Regions from separate parts of the Sus scrofa genome. Here region 2 is linked to region 1. Evidence: chromatin contacts called from public HiChIP or PLAC-seq data. All regions are on one chromosome and are shown on one strand. The core of a region is the stretch at or near the end of the contact, and the rest is flanking DNA. Distances in the headings are between cores, read along the strand shown.

Region 1 (5,459 bases), core at 1,656-4,155:
TTATAACACCAAGGGAGGCCCAGTGGTAGTCTGACCAGATGGCTAGTAGTTTTAATATGAGAATGAGAATTCAAAGTTTGGTGCAATGGGGGCCAATAGACTGCCAATTCTCTACCCATCCTCCACCCTGTCTTGTAGATTGTGGGGCGTAGGAGAAAAGCAGCCACCATCAGAGAGAGCTGAGGGGGAAGTGGTATTCTGGGGCACTGCTTCTTATTAGCCACAGCAGGAAGTGGAGGGAGGGCTTGCCGAAGAGGCTGAGTTTAGGAGAGCTTATTCACTAGAGAACTTTGGTTTGGGAGAGCTCAGTCACCCCCTCGGAAAGGGGGTGTGAGTGCCTAGTGGGAGTGAGTTTTGGAAGGAGACTGTAGATCATCAGAGTGATCAAGAGTGACAAATGTGAGAGACAGGGATTAAGGCGTTGTAGTCCTGACTACGGCATAAAAACATGTCATACTCAGGTTTCTGGGGCTATTTTCAGTACAGGAAACAAGCTATGGTCTCTGCTCAACACATCAAATAGATTATAAGGGACATTTTGTTAGGAAGTGAGAGGGGGAAAGTCAGTCTCAAACCAGATTAGAAGGCATCAGCACTGAGTAAACTGTGGGAGGAATTTAGCCTGGAGTGGAGAAGGGAGGTGGCTACTAGGTTTAACTCAAAACTTGAACTTTAGTTAGTTTTTCTTATCCTCTAAACTGTCCACCAGTCTGTTCATTTAGTGAATACTTCCTTTTCTTCAAACTTTCTGTCCCTTTCATTGTTTCCAGTAAATATTTGGTTTAACAGAGAAGTAGTATGGCACTATGGAAAGAACTTGGAGTATGTTATCAGTAGACTGGAACCAGTTACTTGATTAAAAGTCCCAATTCCATAGCCAGCCAAGGCTGGAATCAGCTAGGAATAGAATGCAGGATTTTATTTATTTATTTATTTTTGTTGTTGTTGTTGTTGTTGTTGTTGCTATTTCTTGGGCCGCTCCCGCAGCATATGGAGGTTCCCAGGCTAGGGGTTGAATCGGAGCTGTAGCCACCAGCCTACGCCAGAGCCACAGCAACGCAGGATCCGAGCCGCGTCTGCAACCTACACCACAGCTCACAGCAACGCCGGATCGTTAACCACTGAGCAGGCAGGGACCGACCGCACTCATGGTTCTAGTCGGATTCGTTAACACTGGCCACGGGATCTATTTTTATTTTTTATTTTTTTGTCTTTTTAGGGCCGCACCCACGGCATGTGGAGGTTCCCAGGCTAGCAGTCAAATCGGAGCTACAGCTGCTGGCCTATGCCACAGCCACAGCAACTCGGGATCTGAGCCACTTCTGCGACCTACACCATAGCTCATGGCAATGCTGGACCCTTAACCCACTGAGCGAGGCCAGGGATCAAACCTGCAATTTCATGCTTATTAGTTGGGTTCGTTAACCACTGAGCCAAGATGGGAACTCCTAGAATGCAGAATTTAGAACTCAAATTTTTCCATGCTTTTCTGTCCTATCATGCAATGCAGAGCCTGACTTTCTTAGCTTCCCTAAGTTTTAGTCTCCTCATCCATACTGATAACTTTCTTAATAATATCTACTTTATAGGTGGTTGTGAAGATTAAATGACATGTGAAGCCCATAAGACAGTGTCTGGCCACAATGTGCCCCTAATATTTTTTTAATAATTTTTATCATACAGAAATTACTTGGCTCTATGGCTGCACACGGAAAGTGTTCAAATGACTATCTCACTACACATGTTATAGGCTGAATTGTGTCCCCTCAAAATTCACATGTTGAAATCCTAACCCCCACCCCATTATTTCAGAACTTGCTGTATTTGGAGACAGGGTCTTTAGGGAGGTAATTTAATTAAATCGAAGTCTGTAAGTTGAACCTTAATCCAGTATACTGGTGTCCTTATAAGAGGACATTTGGACACAGAAGGAAAGCCATGTGAAAACACAGGGAGAAGACGGCCATCTATAAGCAAAAGAGAGAAATCTTAGAGAAACCAACCCTTGATGTGGGATGTCTAGCCTCCATAACTGTAAGAAAATTAACTTCTGTTGTTTAAAATCACTCAGTCTGTGGTACTTTTGTAATAGCAGCTCTAGCAAATGAGTACAGCATATGCATTGTACCTTTTTATCTGGTGGACAGAGATCTGTCTCATTCTGAAGACTATGTTCTTCAATTTAAAGTCCCAACTAAACACCCCAGCTGGCTCTGCCGGGCTGACCATGCCATCTTGGAGTGGGGTTTTGCTCCTTTGGCTCTTGGCTGCTAAGGTGACGTCATCAGAGATCGCAAGTCATCAGAGAAAGCAAGACTTTTCAGTGACTAGTGACTTGCTGAGCAGAGGTGCTCGTCATCGTCTGCAAGAGAATGCATCGTTCATCATAGTCCATTCCCGTGGTGCTTTCAGCTACATGGGTCAGGACCGGCACCTCAGTGTACAGTCTTGGATGAAGAAGTGGAGGGAAAATGCTGTGTCTGTGGTGACCCCGGTGTTTTCAGTCCTGGGACACTCACTGGAGAGAGAGAAGACAGAGGTGAAAGAAGAGGTCTGAAGTGGGAGATCTCGGGACCCTTTCCACCGACAGAAGTGGAGAGCTGTGTCTGTGGATCCGGGGTTCTGGTCCCCATCTTTCGCGGAGGCTCTGGGAGTGTAGCGTGTAGGGCCCCACGGCCCTTCGCCCAGGAAGGCCGCCCTGGGCCACAGGACAGTGCAGGCGGGCGCGCGCGCACTCGACACATCCTCGGGGTGCTGCCCTCTCTGGGCAAGCGCCCGCCCCCCTCTCCACCCTGCCCCTGCCCCCCGCCGGGCTGGGTGGACCCGGCGTCCGGGGCCGCGCACGCCTCCTCCGCGAGCCAGGACCCCGGGCCGCGCGCGCCCCACAACCCGCGCCCCCTCCCCGCCTGGCGGGCGCGCGCCCCGGCTCCCGCTCCCGCTGGCAGCGGCGGCGGCGGGGATTGTTTTTGTTGCCGCTGAGGCCGGAAGAGCCGTGGGAGCCGAGTCCCTGTCCCCCGGCCGGGCGCCGCCGCCGCCCCCTGCCCAGCGCCCGCGTCTCCGCGGCGCCCCCCCAGCGCCAATATTCCGGAGATCAAGCGTTACGCGGCGGCGGCGGCGGGGCCCGGAGCGGGAGGCGCCGGGGACCGGGGCGAGGCGGCCCCCGCCGCCGCCATGGAAGCAGTGGGACCCGGTGAGGAGCGCGCTCGGTCTGGGACGGGGACTGCACCCCGGCACGGGTGGGCAGGAGGGCCGGCCGCTCCCTGTGGCCCTCATCGAGTCGCGCGTACCTGGGTTGGGCCATTAGGCCTGGGGGAAGGGGACTGGTGCCCCATGGCACAAGGCAGAGGGAGCTGACCTGGGCCTCGGGGCGGGGGGGCGCGGGGACCGCGCCCCAACAAGGAGAGATGAGCCAGTTCTTAAGGTCTAAGAGAGGGAGGCCCAGGAAGGTGACCTGCGTACCCAGGTAGAGGGGAGACCTGACCCAACCTCAGAGAGCTGTGCTCCGCGGTGGAGGCGAGGCCAGTTTGGGCCTCAGAAGGGACGATCTGTGCGCAGTGGAGGCCTGTACCGGCAAGGACTACCCCACCTACTACCAGGAGTATTTTTGGCTTGAGGCCGCACCCCTATTTTTCTTTGCACTGGCAGGCAGTTCAGAGCCCTCAGATAAAGAAGAAAGAGAACTTCCCTTAAACACTTCTCATTACCACCGAAGGCCAAGGGGCAAAGTGCCCACCCTTTCTCAAAGGCCCTGAAATCTTGGGGAATCTAGTCCTATGCCTCGGTCTGTGAGTCTGTGTCACAGACCCAGTGATCTGTGCTAGTGCCTTAGTGACGGCCGAGTTACTCGCCAGCGCGCGCGCTCCAGCAGAAGCTTTAACGCCCCAAGTGTCTTCTAATTGGGTTATGGGTAGTTGTGAGGATCAAATGAAGGAGAAAGTGCTTTGGAAACTGTAATTCCCCATCATTGTGAATGGCCTCTGGTTATCTCCCCAGTTCTGCCCAAAGCGGGGGAACCATTCCTGGTTGTAACCAATACCCTGCAGATTGGCATCTGGTGTTCTTACTTGGAACCCCAACAAGTTTCTAATGTCTTGGCTAAGTAGGGCAGGGTTTAGGGGCTGTGTTAGAATTAACTTTTAACGTTATACCTTGTCTACACAGTGGACTTTGTTGTAAAGCATTTCATTTTTATAGTGTGTAGAAAATTCAGTCTACCATTTGAGCTTGGAAACTTTGCAGGTTTGTTTACTTAAAACTTGTTTACATAGCTGAATGGTGAAACCCCACCTTAATTTGCTACTTAAAGTATTTTTTAAAGGCCCTCATAATCAAATTTCACATGCCTTTTAAAAATAAATTGGTTTTGTCACAATATTATTTGATCACCCTCAATGTGAGTATTACACTGGGCTATTTCAGCTATGTCCCCCGGCTAAAGGCATGATCAGGTCTTTAGGAATGTGACAGACTTCTGTTCAAATCCAGTCTAGTAATTTGATAGTTGTATAACCTTGGGCAAATTACTTAATTCCTTTGAACTTTCATTTCCTCATCTATAAAATGAGGGTAATAATAATTATGTGCTGCAAGATTGTTGTGAGAATCAAATAAGAATGTATATGAGAAATCTTGTTGGAGAGAGTAATGCATTATGGATACTTAACAAATGGTTTTTCCCTCCCTTCCCTGTTAGTAAGTCATAATTGAATCAACTGTTGCATTTATGAGCTGATATTGAAAGAGACTTCAACTGTTGCATTTATGAGCTGATATTGAAAGAGACTATGTAACTGTGTATACAGATGAAATTCATGGGAAAGATTGCCCTGACTCTTGGTGCGGGGGGAGCTGATTTTAGCTTTTGCAGATTGGAGGGCTTATCAGTTCACCTTGGATTGTGGAAAATTAATTCTCACTAACCATATTTATAAGACATTAATGAGTCAGCCAAAATGTCGCATAGATCTTTTCTGTTAACTGAGATATTTTCTTGTCTGCTGTCTAGCAGACTCCTTTTTTTGGTGTCACAGTACCTTGGAAGCCCAGTTCATAGCAAGAAGCTGCTTGATGAGTCTGGAATCAGAGCAAAGGGATTTTCTGGTCTTGTGGGATATTTCATCCAGGCTAAGAACCTAGAGAAGCTTTCCTGCTTCTTTGTTAAAGCACCTGTATCTAGTGCTCTGTTCCCTCCACTCTTGCACAATCATTGAAGCATGTTCAGTCTTGCTATTGCTGTCTGTCCCTCATTCAATTTTGATTTCTGACAACCATAACTTGGAAATAAATATATTTAATTAGATTACCATGTATTTTGCTCTATTAATGATAACATTTATTTTCACAGTGCCTTATAGTTTGGAAAGTGCTTTCATAGCTGATAGCTCATTTGATCCTCTGTGAGGAAGGCAAGGCAGGTGTTAGCCCCATTGTACAGATGAGAAAAAGTTCAGAGAGCTTAT
Region 2 (5,459 bases), core at 2,074-4,573, 330 kb after region 1:
GGTCTGGCTCTGAGGCAGCTGCATTTTGCTGCTAGCCTTCACCATGATAACCAGCCTGCCCAGGCATGGCCAGCCTGGCTGGGGAAGGCTGGGGGGCCCGGCTGCTCAGCCTGAAAGACAGTACCCAGGATTCCCTCAGTCTCTCCCCCAGGGTGCAGGACTAACCATTATTACACTCTTCTCCCCGTGGCACAGACATTCTGGGGCCTCCCTAGAGGTAGTGACCTGTGACTCTCCTTCCTGTGTCAGTGCCTTGGCCAAGGGTTCTAGGAAGGAACACGATGGTCAGCTGGAGGTGGGGGTGGGGACGCTGGGGTGGGCTAGCCCCTGGAGGCCAGCAAAACTAGAGAAGAACCTCCTGCATTCCCAGGAGAGAGGACAGCTGAGGTGAAAGCTGCAGTTGGCTGGCCTGTCTGTCGGTCTGGGCTCCTCCCTGCCGGCTGCCCTTGGCTGCCCACAGAAACCTGAGTCACAGTCACGGCCTGCGGCCCGACCCCACCCAGCCTGCTGTCAGGCAGGGCGGTTCTGGAGGGACTGGAGGCGGAGCCTCTCCCTGCCCATCTTGCAACCTCTGAGATTCTTCCCCTCTCTGCTTGCAATTCCTCCTTTTGGCGACTTTTCCTTTGGGACGCCTCCTTGAAGAGTCACCAGTCTTGAATTAAGAGTGGGGGTGGGGTCTATCTCAGGCTAATCTCTAGGGTATCCTCCTGGCTCCTTAGCAACTTCACCAAGGGCTCTCATTCACAAATGCCAATCCTTCTCTAGCAACCCTGCAGCCAGAACTCTTTAGAAGACCAGGCATCCCCTCCCTACCCTCCTTGGCGGAAAAAAATGCAGCGGGCGTAACTTCCCATCCTTTAACAGGGACTCTAGACAAGGACACCCCCCCTCCGCCCCCGCCAACCCAAAGGCTTCAACCTATTTCGTCCTGGATAGTTCCTCCCCCTCCAATTCCTGTCTGTTACTTCCCCTCTGCAAGAACTGGACGGAGGGAGCACACACTGCAGCTGGTGTCTACGGCCGCCCTTGAGGGCATTCCCCACCCCCAGCCCCAGGGAAGGGGCCGTGGAGGAGAGGGCTCTCCAGCCAAGTGGTCTGGGTTAGAGACCCCCTTCTTGCTGCAGCACCCTGGGGGAGTTGAGAGTGCAAATCTCTCCCTGCCCCCACCATGAGGCCCCTCCTACTTCCTACTTTGTGGGTGTGGAGACAGCCTCCAGGGCCTTGGTCCCAATTGATACCTCTTTGTCAAACCTCCCAGTGGTTTCCTTCACTGCCAGCTTCATCCTGGACCCTGTCCCACCAAACCTAGGAGGTTATAAACACTCTTACACCTGTTCTCCCCCTGGTGGGATCAGGAAAGGGATGTATTTCTGAACCCCATTCAGCGACCTGCCCCCCAGCCCAGCTGCTCCAGCCCAGACTGACGACTCCAAGCCTGTTTCTGTGGAAGGGGAGGAGAACTGCCCCAGGCAGAAGGGGAGGCACAGGAAGGTGACAGCTCCTCACCGTTTACCTTAGAGGGCAGGGCATCCTGCTGGGGCCTCAGCCCATGATGTTGCAAGTGCTCCCCTTCTCCTTCTCTGGGATGTGTAATGTTTGGGGAACACGATCACTCAGCCCCAACCTCAGAGACACCCACTCTAAGCCCTGTCAGTTGCTGTGGCCTGGGGTCCACCAAGGATCCCGATCAGTTAGGAGGCAGATGGCAAGGAGTCCACTCCGACTGTCTGGTCTTACTGCAGCACTCACAGGACACGGGTGCTCTCCTGGCTCCCCTCAGTCATCCTCCCAGGACTCGATGCTGCCGACCCATCGGATGCATCCATCGGACGGACGTGTAGGAAGCCTTCTGAGGCTGGCCAGAGAATGTCAAGTTGCCTAACTCCCACCGCTAGCATCCTGTGAGGAGGTACAGGTGCCTCAGTCTAAGGAAGGGCTCCTCAACGTTGGCACCACTGACATTTGGGGCCTGATGGGTCTTTGTTCTGGGGGTGGTCCCGTGCCTTGCAGAATGTTAACAACCCTGGTGACTAAGTACTAGATACCAGTAACACCCCTAGTTACGACAACCACAAATGCCTCTAAATATTGCCAAATGTCCCTGGGGAGCAAAACTGCCTCTAGTTAAGAACCACTGAGTAGGCTAATACCCTACACTGTCTCTTTGCGGGAGCTCCTCAAAGTCAATCCCCCACCATTAGACACAATGGAGGATTTCCAGTTCTAAAGCCAATCCTTCCCCTTCCGAAGAACCTTCAGCAGCTCCCCAAGACCTCCACTGTATAGATCATGATGCCAATTGGCATTCAAATCCTCCTACATAGGCCATCCCTGGCCTATCCTTTCATTTTCAGCCATCCTTCCCCCCTCCGCTGCCCTGGAGCTCTAGCTAATGAGGGTACCTCACTATTCTCACCTATATATGTCTTTGTCCCTGCAACAGTCTCAAGATTGTGTATGGGGGTGAGGGAGAACCATCCCGGAAGGCCCTTCCCCTGTTGGATTCTGTTCCTGAATTCTGAGTCTAGTCACTGCCTGGGTCGGGGTGGGCAGGTTCAGCTCTGGAAGATGCAGGCCCTGAGGCCTCTGACCTCCCAAAGGTCAGTCCTGGGCTCCCTCATCCACAGGGTGACCTCACAAAGGACAGTCCTGGGCTCCATCATCCCCCTGGGGATCTTTATTGTCAGATAGGATGGCTGGCAATAAAGATGGGGGATCTGCTTCTCATCTTAATGCACTTGTATTTTTGAAGCTCATCATCATCACCACCCTTATTTATTCCTATACGCCAGGCTCAGTACTAAGCACTTCATCTGCGTTGCCTTAATCACCTTTACATCGACCCCATGTTCCCTCAATATAATTATCTTCCTGATTTTATGTGAGCAAACTGGGTTTCAGAAAAGTTAAGACAGTAGCTTAAGATGACCAGCTCTAGTTGCAGGCTTTCTATCATTATCCTTTGCTAATGTTTTCGGACTGGGGAAGGTAGTATTTTCCCTCCAGGGCCCTCCCAAGAAGGGTCGGGCCCCCAACTACTCATTCCTCCCAGGACAGTCAGCTCCCAGGTGGCCTGAGACTCAGACTCTTTTGTTCCCAACCCTCCGCCTTGAAATGGCTGCTCTCTGGAGCTGCTCAAAGGAGGCACTGGCGGGAAAGGGGAGGGGGACAGAGGACAGCATATCGCTGGGCCTAATCTTTGGGCAACGGAGAACCAGACAACTGACCTTCTGGAGGTCAGGACAAAGGGCAGGGATGGGGTGGCCAGGGCCCAGCTGCGCCTCCTCCTTCCTCCCCTCTGTCAATCCCTGCAGCACCATCATCGATCCACCTTCCCAGCAAGCTCCCAGCTCTCTGCTCAAGCTGGGCCTGACTCGGCTTGAGGCCCCACCTCAGCTGGCACTAGCAAGGGGATTGGGGGATCGATTCCCCAGGCCTGGGAAATAGGACTACTTTGGGGGAGGGGAGTCAGAAGGGACTTATTGCCTCCTTCCACAGGACACAGGGGAGAAAAATCCTTTCGGAGAACCTGGAGGGGTCCTCTGATGGGGCTGGGGGTGGTTCAGAGCCTGGACCACCCAGTTTGGAGCCGGGAGAGACCCAGAAGATTAGAGACTTGGGTAAAGCAGTGGTGCAGGTCTGTAATTACCCCAGAGGAGCAGGGAAGACACCAACTGTGGGATGATGGAGGAAGGGCAGGCGTAAAGGTTCCCGGGCCTCTCCCCACCCCAGCCATCACCGGGGGAGAGAAAGCATAGCCCTTTTAGGGAGCTTCTTGTGACCCTCCTTCAGGTCTCCCCACGTTCCCAGGTGAATTTATTGGAGGTGGGCTTGGGAGAGAATGTAGACTGGAAGCTGCCGCTGAGATCCCCAGAACCGGAGCTCCCAGGCTCCAGGGTGGGATTGGGGGTTCCCATCCCGGCTCCCCCCTACTCCCCTCAGTCCCAGCGGCGGGTGAGTCACCAAAGCGCTCCCTACATAGTCGGCTCACGCTGCGGCGCATACCAACGCGCGGCCGCGGGGGAGGCAGCTGGACGGGCGTTCTCCGGGTGTCGTGGCGTCCCCTCCACCGCAGCCCGCATTAGAGGCGTCCCCAGGCTCGAGGTCCCGCGCCCCAGGACGGGGGCGGGGCGCGCGCGCGGCCGCTCAGTGCTCCGGCGCTGCGGGGGCGGCTCTCCCCGCGTCGCACTTGGTACGCGCCGGCGGGGAGGCCAGGCCCAGCCCGGGCGGTACAATAGGGTTGGGCCGCGGCCGGGACTGGGCCGGCGACTGGCAAGGAGCAGAATCGCGGCCGGAGCCGGCAGACACTGGGCGGCCGGCGAGTCCGAGCCCGCAGGCCACCAGCCGAGTCAGCCTCGACCTTCTCCGGAGCTCCCTCCACCTCCGAATCGTTGCCCGCCGGGCCGGGCCGGGCGTGATGCGCCGCGGGACCCCTATCTTGGCCGCCGGCCGCCGCCGCCGTCGCCGCTGAGACCCCCGAGATACCCCCCCAGCCGTAACGCCGCAGCCATGGAGAGCGGCTCGCGTTCGGAGCCGGGTGCCGGCGCACCCCCAGGTATGCCAGAGGATAGATGGGAGAGGGGCATCTAGGGGCCTCGGGAAGGCCGAGGATGAGGCCGGCCCGCTCAGCGGGGACCCCTCCCTCGCCGCGCCCTCTGACCACTTGGAAGTTTAAAAATAAAGGCTGTGGCGGCGTCGGCGGCTCTGGGCCACAGACGCATCTTCTGACAGCTGCCCCCTCCCCCACCCCGGGCGCTGGGAAGGCCTGAGCGGCGGGGTCCGCCGGGACCCTGCTGTGGAGTTGCTGGTGACCCTTCTGCCCCCGTCCAGTGTCACCTCAGCTTCCCTGCCTCTACCCACCTTCCCAGTCCACCCCAGGCCTTGAAGATCTTCTTCTCCCGAGTGGGGCGTCTGTCCCCCTCCCCATCCCTGATGGGCACGTGTGACCCCTGCCTGGATGTGTGTGTCGGGGGTCCAGATTTTCAGGCCGGAAGCCTTGCATACCGAAGCCTAGGCCCTGGCGCCCCCCACGCCCAGGCCCTGGCCCAGACCTCGCCCCCACCCCATCCCTCCAGCTGCCGCGCAAAGGGCCTGTTGCTGCAGAGGGCTGGCCGGGAGGGGAGGCGAGGGGGAGGTCTCTAGCGGCGGCTGCCAAGTAACCCGCCGGATAAAGGCGAGGGGGAGGGGGAAGCGGCATTGTTTGGGGCGAGGGCGGGAGCTGGGGAGTGGGCTGATTCCCCTGCAGCCTGGCCTACTCTGGAGCCCACCCAGTCCGATTTGGGGAGGAGGGGGCCAGAAGTAAATCTGTCCATCCTGTCGTCCTCCTTTTCAGCCTCTCTGGGTCTGAGGCTTTCCCTGGAGAATGTACGAGGCCGGCACTCCAGGGACCTGCCACATCATTCCTCAGCCTGAGGCCTCAGATACCTACCTTCTTTTGACACACACACACACACACACAC

What was found. HiChIP or PLAC-seq counts read pairs in DNA pulled down with a chosen protein or histone mark.
Region 2: an H3K27ac HiChIP or PLAC-seq map of alveolar macrophages shows a contact between it and region 1. The contact joins the promoter of MAP7D1 here to the promoter of CLSPN in region 1. A contact is called at or near these places in 1 of 5 promoter capture datasets (fetal liver) and 1 of 2 datasets of contacts at active chromatin or transcription factors (alveolar macrophages).

The regions. Positions count from the first base shown.
Region 1 is chr6:91,965,165-91,970,623 of Sscrofa11.1, forward strand. It overlaps CLSPN (claspin), which reads right to left and starts at 2,906. Exons shown (of 26, transcript XM_021095923.1): 1 at 2,129-2,906. AGO4 (argonaute 4, RISC catalytic component) reads left to right here and starts at 3,172. Exons shown (of 18, transcript NM_001194972.1): 1 at 3,172-3,190. The coding sequence starts at 3,172.
Region 2 is chr6:92,294,669-92,300,127 of Sscrofa11.1, forward strand. It overlaps MAP7D1 (MAP7 domain-containing protein 1), which reads left to right and starts at 3,324. Exons shown (of 18, transcript XM_021095927.1): 1 at 3,324-4,555. The coding sequence starts at 4,510.